Regions from separate parts of the Anser cygnoides genome. Here all the other regions are linked to region 1. A link is a contact called in public Hi-C data. All regions are on one chromosome and are shown on one strand. Each heading gives the region's core, a stretch centred on a gene start, on an enhancer-like site or on the middle of the called end of the contact. The rest is flanking DNA. Distances are from core to core; before and after follow the strand shown.

What was found. A called contact is a pair of places that touch in the nucleus more often than the background predicts.
Region 2: a contact with region 1 is called in a Hi-C map of liver, with 3 times the contacts expected there. The contact joins the enhancer-like site here to the promoter of PPIL2 in region 1. A contact is called at or near these places in 2 of 7 Hi-C or Micro-C datasets (both in liver).
Region 3: a contact with region 1 is called in a Hi-C map of liver, with 1.7 times the contacts expected there. The contact joins the enhancer-like site here to the promoter of PPIL2 in region 1. A contact is called at or near these places in 3 of 7 Hi-C or Micro-C datasets (granulosa cells and liver).

Annotation. Positions count from the first base shown.
Region 1 is chr17:9,091,304-9,094,397 of Taihu_goose_T2T_genome, forward strand. It overlaps PPIL2 (peptidylprolyl isomerase like 2), which reads left to right and starts at 1,688. Exons shown (of 20, transcript XM_048063659.2): 1 at 1,688-1,841; 2 at 1,978-2,027; 3 at 2,834-2,879. The coding sequence starts at 1,810. HIRA (histone cell cycle regulator) reads left to right here. Exons shown (of 24, transcript XM_066979266.1): 24 at 1-217.
Region 2 is chr17:9,266,812-9,269,905 of Taihu_goose_T2T_genome, forward strand. It overlaps LOC136786547 (a long non-coding RNA gene), which reads right to left. Exons shown (of 5, transcript XR_010825503.1): 4 at 2,322-2,403. Among named protein-coding and RNA genes, the nearest start is that of MAPK1, 9.9 kb to the left of the region's middle. Within about 2 kb of position 1,665, at least 2 of the 3 cell types and tissues checked have open chromatin away from gene starts, as enhancers often do. A contact at or near this core is called in liver, where this site is marked.
Region 3 is chr17:9,242,876-9,245,969 of Taihu_goose_T2T_genome, forward strand. All of the region lies in intron 1 of MAPK1 (mitogen-activated protein kinase 1), which reads right to left. It overlaps LOC106031264 (a long non-coding RNA gene), which reads left to right. Exons shown (of 4, transcript XR_010825580.1): 4 at 638-913. Among named protein-coding and RNA genes, the nearest start is that of MAPK1, 14 kb to the right of the region's middle. Within about 2 kb of position 1,621, at least 2 of the 3 cell types and tissues checked have open chromatin away from gene starts, as enhancers often do. A contact at or near this core is called in liver, where this site is marked.

The DNA.
Region 1 (3,094 bases), core at 438-2,937:
TATTAACATATTATACAGCCAATAGACTCTTTCCTGTGAATATAATAATAATAAGAGGCTGTTCTAACACATGGACTATTTTTGTACTAGAATTTGCTAACTTGTAATATGGAATTTTATTTGGCCAGTAATCAGGCTATCTCTACGAAGTCATCTTGTAGGAAATATAACTCTAATATTACAAAAGCTATGTTTCAAAAGAATTCTACCAAATTAACATGTCATCTTCTGGTTTTTAATTTTTAAATGTTTGTAAAAGGCATTTTTGGGGAGGGGGAGGGATATAATGGGATGGCTCTTTTTGTATGTACAAAAATAAATGAACACTGCATTGGTTTAAAAAACAAAAAAAAACACAAATGTGGCCTTGAATTGTTATTACAAATGGCATCTCCAGAAATGTCAACAGAAGCTGAATCATGTTAACATATCTAGAAATACATAATATAGTCTGGGTGATCTTTACTCTAAAAGCATGATCAGACAAGTATTTGTGATCACGCTAGAGCAGCTACATCCTAAAGCCACATCTCCTCTGAAGGGGCAGGAGCTGTGTGGGGAGTTCTCATTATCTTAGGCAACCCAAAGTAAAAAGGTCTCCCTTAACCACTGCTGAAAGAAGTCAGTACTGCAAGAAGAGATGAACTTCATCCAGTTATGGCAATGTTCCTTGTGCAGCATTCCATAATAACAAAATAGTGCTGCTGCCCTGCCAGCAGTTCACTTGTGGAGTGGTTTTTGAATTGCACTGAAACCAAGTCAGTCAACTTGTTTTCTTCCCAGAAGTATGCTTGGTGCTGGGAAAGAAGCAAGTGTATGTCTTCAGTTATTGCCAGGACCTAACTATTTAGGTGTGTCCCAGTTTACTGCCTTAGTTGGAGTGTCTCTGAGTAAGAAAATTATTATTGAAATCAGTATTTTGTATTTTAAAATTACCCCTTTGTTACAGGGGTGTAGTGCATGCCATGTACAGCAACTTCTAGCAGAAACAATTGATCTCCTTCACCCTTGTGAGGAATGCCAGGCAGCAATGACAAGGAATAGCTGCACTGCTGTGGATTTTGGCTGATGAGGACTGACTGTTCTGATAGGTGTCCCTGCAGTTACCTCGTTGTCTGGATCCTAGGAGGGAGAGATGTGTTCCTTAGGGTAACAAAACCCTCCGACTAGGGAGAGCCGCCCCGGTTTCCTTGACCTCTGGTCCCAGAAGTTCAATAGTACAGGTGGTAGTGTTGTCTTAAGCTACGTTTTTCCATTTTCAGCTACATGCTTTTGAACTGGGCTTTTTTGGAAGGGAGGCCTGTGCATCTGCAGAAACAAACCTGCTCTCCCAGTTAATTTGGACACTTTGCTGAACTGGAATCAGTTCTGTGTGTGTAGGGGGGAGGAACTGAAGTCTGATGTGGACCAGTTGAAACGCACAATGGTTTTATTTTTTACTTTTTCTGTGGAATCAGCCACCAGGCTGACTGTGAAGAGCGGGAGTTGCCCTCCCTCAGCCCCGCACGCCTTCAGCCGTGCCTGAGGCCTGGCTTTCCCGAGCGGGTGGCGCCGTGTCCCTGAGGGGCAGCAGGCCCGCCAGCAGCCCCCCGGCCCCGGCAGGGCCAGCGGCTGCCACTTCGTTCCCCGCGGCCGCCCCTCGAGGCTCTCCCGCTCCTCCGCCTCGCCTCGGGCCGGCCCCGGAACACCGCTCGCCGCCCGCGTTTCCCGGCGGGGGCCCTTCGCCGCCGCACCCGCCCCGGAAAGGCGCCGCGGCCTCAGCCGTGCGGGTGCTGGCGGCGGTCGGGGCCTCTGGGCCGAGCCGCAGCCATGGGGAAGCGGCAGCACCAGAAGGACAAGATGTGAGTGGGGCGGGGGGCAGCGGGGAGGGGGGCGGCGGGCGGCCGGGCGGGGGCAACGGCCGGGGGGCGCGGGGGGCGGCCGGGTGCCGTGGGGGCGGCCGGCCGGCGCCGTGTGGTGACCCCGCTCTGCCCGCAGGTACATCACCTGCGCCGAGTACACGCAGTTCTACGGCGGCAAGAAGGCAGGTGAGTGCTCGGCGCCTCCTCGCGGCCCTGCTGCCCCGGCTGGGGGCCTGCTGCTGCTCATCGCCGGGCTACGAGCGGCCCTGCGCCGCGCTGACCGCCGGGGCTGGGGCTGCCCTCCTCAGACACCCCCAGGTTGCTCTCCTCAGACACCCCCGGGCTGCCCTCCTGCTCCTTTCGGCCTTGTCTCCACGCTTGCACTCAAATTTCCAGTCTCCTCTTTCCTGGAGCTCCGCAGAGTTCCTTCTCTAAATGCTGTCCCTTGCTTCGCTTGACCAGTGGTGGGAGGGCTCTCGCATGGGGTCACGTAACTCAGGGTGCCTGGTGAAATGATCTCGAGCACAGCATCCTACAGGTGCTACAGGGATGTCTGAGCTCTTCCTGAATTGGCTTTTGAACTGCTGAGCCTTGTAACTTGGGGTCCTAAAATTGGTGACACTGATCAGCGTGAAAACTGCTGAAATTTGAGGCGTGATGCCTAGATGAACTATCCTTGCCTTAAGTAAGTTCTGCATCTACCGGTAGGGCAGAGCATGAAGGCACTTACAAATTAATCATCAAATTTAAATTCAGTGCTGTCAGTCTGTCAGAGCTCTGTTCACTTTATTCTGATTGTGTTATTTCTGTGGAGGAGCATATTTGTGCTCTACAGTAGGAATCTGATTTTAGTTACGTGTTTGCAGGATTTAGTGTATTTATTCTTGTCATTGGTAAATTGCTACCACACAGATTGCACAATGTAACTTCAAATGTTTCTTTGTTATCTGGAATACTTTGTATTAATCCCATGTTTTGTTTCTCATAAACAGACCATCCACGAACTAATTTCAGACGTATATCATTTGATCACTGCAGGTAAAGCAATAAAATTACATTATCATTATTAAATGACCAGTCTGTTCATCTGAGCTATTGCTGAAGCTGTGTTCTTCCAAGGTACTTTCATTGACTTGTGTCTGTTATGATAGTAATGCAGCAAGACAAATTTCAATAAGAACTGAAACGATACTGGAACTTCCCATCCTTAGTGTCTGCTGAGATTGAATTTGATAGCTAAAAGAATATACAAG
Region 2 (3,094 bases), core at 415-2,914, 180 kb after region 1:
AGCAGTTTTATAGTGCCTTTCTTACTACCTCCTTTCCATTCATCATCTTCCTCTCCTGTTTGCCTTTTACTCCTTCCAAAATCTTTCTGCTGCAGCTACTGACATCTAGAAATGTACTCCCAATCCAGGACCTTTTTGCTTGCATGCACACTCACAAACCAGATAGATAAATGCAGGCCTTCTTTCTCAGGACAAGCATTTAAAAAAAAAAAAAAAAGAAGTATTACACAATCCACAAGACATGCGCATTACTCACCAAAACAATCATGGGTATCCGATTTCTGCAGCCCTGCCTCTCAGTGATTGTTTCTTTCCAATATCATACCAATGTATCAAAGCCAGTACCCAATATCAATTACATGTGTATAAAGCCAAAGCTGATGGAGTGGATTTTTTGTACAGCTATATACAAATATGCAATAATGATCAGAGGCAGTCCTACTGTGAAGGACAGAGGTATCTTGGTGTGTTTATCTTGTGATGTGCTATGATCATTTATACTGTTGAATTAAGAAAAACAACAAGCTATGAGCTTTTCAAATGGAATCCATTGCTAACTGTCATTCATTGCTCCATTCTTATTCCACATGCATTAGGAAGTGCACATTATCTTATAAATCAAAACATATGAAACAAATAAATGCCTTTATATTGTAAGAAAAAAAACCTTTCTAGAAATACTGTAGAAACATTCACATCCCCTATTTCTGTCTTTTATAAAAGGCTGGCTGTGTCTTATTATCAAGTAAAAAGTAAACAAACGTAATTTCATCAGTTCTGTCTTTCGTTGATTTGCATCAGCAAGAATAAAAGACAAAGGCAGAATGGAAAACAGCAGCTTTGTACTAAAAGTTTGAATGCACAAAATACTTCTTTCTCCAGCTGTCAAACATTAAAAAACGCTATGCATACCAGTAATAATAAAAGTGTCAAACAATCAACCACAATGGGAATCACAATGCTTCATTAAAAGCTCTAAAGCAGAGTAGAAAAGCTTCCAGCCATTTGTTAAACAGAACTAAATGCTAAGATAGTTTCAAAAGCATCAGAAGATGCTTTCATCTAGTCTCGTTAGCCAGATAAATATCTTGTTGCTTCGTTCAGTCTGGTCTTGGAGCTTGCACCAATTCAGCAGCAACAGCTGTACTTGCTGTTTGCTCTCCTGAGACTGGGGCATCTCCCAGCAAAACAGAAAAGGTTAACGTCCCTTCCAGTGATCAGGCCTTCATTCCACGTGGTGCAAGGATATAATCAGTAATTTTGTATTTACATATGTAATTAGGTAGTATTTGGAGAACCTAACCTATTTGTTCAGCTGACAGGCGATGTTGTGATAAGGAATTTCAGCAGACAGGATATTTATAGACCCTTTATCTCTATGTACAATCAGAACTAAAATGTCAAACAATACCCTGAATGAAGGGTTGTTTCAGTTCAACTTTTCTCCATTGTTACTTTTCCCTGTTTTTTTTTTTTTTTCTCCGTCTGGTTACTGCTTAAAACTTGGCAGGGAGAGGAAAAAAAGGGAATGTGACTCACACTGACAACTTCATTTGCTGTAAGAGACCTCAGTAATTGCTCTAACCCACTTACAGGAAAGCTACCCCTCCTCTTTTTCTCTTCCTCCACCCTTAGACATAGACCATATTTGTAACACGAGCAGCCTCGCTGATCTCAGAGGTCACGCTATCACTTATAAAGTAGCCAGGCCTTTTTTCTTTTCACTTTTCTTGATCTGGATTCAAGTTAACCCATCACAAGAACTTAAAGCCGCTTCAGTTTAAGGGGCAGCTTCCTGCCACGGATTTCTCATGAACCTAATAACCAGGGTTTCCGAAGGACTCGCAGCTCAAACACAGCAGGGTTCAAGTGGCTGCTCCCATGACGTGCACCAGTCTGGCAGCCAGTGCCACAGCTTCAGCATAAAGCTCCTGGCGAGCCAAACAATTGTTGTCTTTTCCTTTTTGTATGTGCTGGGGGCAGGGGCAGTGAATAGGAACAGAAGAATCAGCACAGATGCCTATGCAGCACTCTACCAAAATATATTTTCATTTTTAATTACATAATCAACATAATGAGAGTGGCATTCGTAGTGAGGGGGCGGAACAGATGGCAAAGACTTAGTTTTCAGCAAGACATTAATTAACAACAACTCTGGTTTCTGCTAGAAAAGGGGTGTTGTTCTGCTCTAGCAGGGTTAAGATGGGTGCTTACTACATAGAACAAAACTTAGTTTCCAAACACAGAACAATGATTTATTTTTTTCCCCCTATGTCCCTGTTGAAATGTTCAGGATGCTCTAAAACACAGCAACATCCTACCTGCAAGGCCTTATTAGAACCCAGCACAAGTTTGTGTCCTAACAGTAGTTTGGGATTCTCCTTGCAAACGCTTTTGAGTGCTCTGCGGACATATAAATACAAAAAGGAAAGGGAGGAGGAGTTAATATGATTGAGAGAGCTTTGTGCAACTTAAAATTCAGGTGAGGTTTGTAATATACAACAGCTTCATAGAGATATTATTAAAGTTAAAGCTGCCTTAGATGCTCTATGGGAAGTTCTCCTTTTTCCCGTTCCACACGTTCAACTTAACATCTTCAGCATACTGATGCAGCTGAGTTGGAAAGAGCTATCCCAAGGGGGACTGAAGCAGAAAGTAGCTTAGAAAGACATTTATTAAAACCACAGGCAGAGAATACATCACCCAGACACAATGAATAGGGAAATAATACATGCAGCCGAAAAGTCTAGCCTCTATTTTTCTGTCTGATGAGACGACTGGAGAGCCAAGCACACTGAGCAGCCCGCAGATCCCCAGCTCTCCCCCCCACCCCGTGCTGCCAGGTGACACGAGATTGCTTTTTCCTGCTTTGCATTCCCCATCGCAGGCTCTCTGGAGTCACACGCCCAGGTCCTGCAGAGGCCTGTGGGCCACATTCCTCCGGGGATTACAGCCATCCCCAGCAGGAGAGAGGGAAGAGAGATGCAGGCCAAAAGGGATGGGCAAGCAGCAAGGAGGGAGGAGCTGGGGGGGTAAGGAACCATGTTGTGGAGATCAAGATGAACACAGGCCAGAAGCTGGAGAGCTCTGCTAC
Region 3 (3,094 bases), core at 371-2,870, 150 kb after region 1:
ACAAAGCAGATTTATGGTGGAATAACACATTTTTGAGATGGTACTACCACCACTGTATGCAAAATCACTTTACATTTCTCACTTTCATTATTAAAAACAGTAAGGATTTGTGCTGCCAGTAACTTTCTTCATCATGTAAATCACACCTATGCAGTGACATCCTTTTTGCTTGATTTTCTACAGAATCACTTTGTCCTGTCTACACCCCTAACTCCAGTCTATACGCAAATTTTGTGCGCCTCTGGAAACAACAAACTCCAGTGCTCTGGAGGGCGCTTGTGAATTCCACACACCAAGCAAGTATTAATTATGACTGTTGTTACTACATATGTATAGATAACACATTAGCAGTTCACAAGTCCCAAAACAGATAATAAGAAAATGCCATAAATGGAACTCAGTGTAGCCTTCAAGAGTACTTCCTCATCAGTTCTTAATTTGTAAATCACCTGAGGTGTTTAAAATATGCCAGCAAGGTATGTCAAAAACTGGGAAAAAAAACTAGAAATATTTCTTAAGCATGAGCAACCCATATTTGGGAAAAATAAAAATGTAACAGATCATTTTACTGTAACAAACAAACCTCCTACCTTCTTCTTTGTACTGACTGAAGCCTATTTTTTCTCCCACAATGCAGAATCTCACTTCCTTTTAAAGCACTGGACAGCAGCAGCTATGAAGAGCAGAATGCCCAATATTCCAAAACGCCCAATATTTACCAGTTGATGCTGCTGCTTAAATAAAAGCCTCCAACCCCTTGCAATATTGGATAAATGTCTAAGTTACTGCTTCTCAAGTAGAGGTTGGTTACTGAAGAAAACAGTCATCTTTCCTTGCACAGATGCAGTGAACCTGAATCTATCAATTAAACACTGAAGATTTGCTCTCTTGTAGCTTAGTTTCACTTACAGCTCTTGAAGTATTTTCTTAGCAAAAGCTTTAGGCTATTATTTAAAAAATGATGGGCAATTTTGCTTTCAGATGGTTCAACCATGAAACTCATGATTCAGTGTGGAAAAAAGTATTTGCAGTAAAGATGCAATCAATTTCCTCCCCAGTGCACATTCTGCATACAGCCATTTTTCTGTGCGTATCAAAAGATCTCACCACACTACTGTAGCTAAGCATACATCACTGTTCCCACTGCAAACACTCAGCTCAGGAGAGCAAAACCAAAGCTAGTTGAACATTAAAAGGGATTTATTTCTGTTAACTTTCTCAAACAAGAGATTTTTTGTAAATTGATTAAACATATGAAACATGACTCAAATTCCTGCGAGCAAGAAGCTAACCATGCATTTGCCTGTGCATAGCTATTTAAATAGCATGAATAATACAGGCACATAGGAAATCTATATTATAAATTTAGCATTATTTCACATTCTCAGAGACACAGCCCTCAATGAAAATACGTCTTTGAGTAAACTCTGTGATCCTTTAAAAACCAGTGCACTTTCAAGGAGCCATGTGCACTAAGACCCGGAAGATACTGACACTAAAATACTAGAGAAAAAAATTTGGCCACTAACTGTTTCAACATTTGCTGACATTTACAAGGAAGATGTGGTACCTGTCCTATATATTAGGCTGAACTTCAACAGAACTGGAGAGTCACGTTCCCTGTCACACACACATGCCACAGACATATTGTTATACAATTTCATAGGCCAAATACCTATTTTGCTACATAGGAAACACTAAACTAATAAAACTGAGTCCTCTGCAAGTCAGACTGAGCCACCTCCCAAAGCTTTTCCTGTTCCTCACAACCTGCACCTGACCTTTACTACCACCACCAGGAGCACCCACGACTCTCCAGAGCACTGCTGCAGGAACACGTTGCTCACACACTGAGTCCCTTTGCAGCGCTAGGGCATGGAACAACGACTCTAAGCGATGCAAATCCAAAACCCTGGTGCACTAACTCACTGCACTTATTAAACAGCTTACTTATCACTTAACATAGGATTCATCTTGCTTAGCCGTAGCTAGCATTAGAGATCTAATTTTATGACAAATAATCGCCTGAGCTCCCCCTACAGTCCAAAAAGGAGTAGCTTCACATACACATCCCATCCAAGCACATTCTAAATTTAGATTATCTGCATTCTGGAAGTGCTGTTCCAGTGTGCACAGCCTAACCTAGCTGTGTAAACATTCAGCTTCTACTGAACCTCACAAGTGTTTATATTTTAATTGAAACAGTTAAATGGCACTGCCTTCTGAAGACATGAACCTTCTGTTACCAAGACTTTCTTCCAGAGAAGATCTGTAAAGTGAAAATAACAGTCCACATACTAACAACTTTCAAAGCGCTGCTGTATAGCTTTCCGTTTATAATCCTTAACATATACCAGTCACTGCGCATCGGACTTCAGCAGTCCCTGGGTTATTCACATGATAGCAAACCTAGTTACTAACACTACATATCCAAAAGGAAGGATTTATCCCCCCTGTGCTATGCAGCTTCACCAGCTGATGCAACCACAGCTGTGGATGCTATTTATCTGTAACACGATAAACTTAAATACAGATTTTGCAACTGCCCAACTCCAGCATACACAACATTATTACTATTTCAAGCTGTGGCTACTATCCTGTTGACAACCCTCAATAGCACCAGTATCTAAATACTTTTATAAGAAACCATATAAAACTCAACACAAGCCCTGGTGCTTGGTAAAAAGCATCTGGCAAATATGTAACTAAGTTTTGACTCATCTCACGCAGCTGTACAACCTGGACGACACACACACATAAGCCAGGAAGCCGTGCCACCCGGGTTGAACGCCAGCGACTTATCGCTTTACGACTCGGACTCCAGCTTCCTGCTCGCAGAGCCCAGGGCGGAGCAGCCTCCAAAGACATGACCCAGGCGTGTGCGGCCGCAGCCGGGGAGCTGGCAGGGAGCGGCAAAGCAAAGGCCGAGACGAAGGGCTGACACGCAGCCCCTCTCTCGTTTGCTCCTTCTCAAGGGAGGAAAGCTTTTCACCAGGCAGCACAGGCCAAGTGCCAAAGCTGAGCTCCTTGCACCCACAATGGCTGCTGCGTATCCTCCCATCCATTTCTATTCTTCACGTGCCTCGTTTCGGGG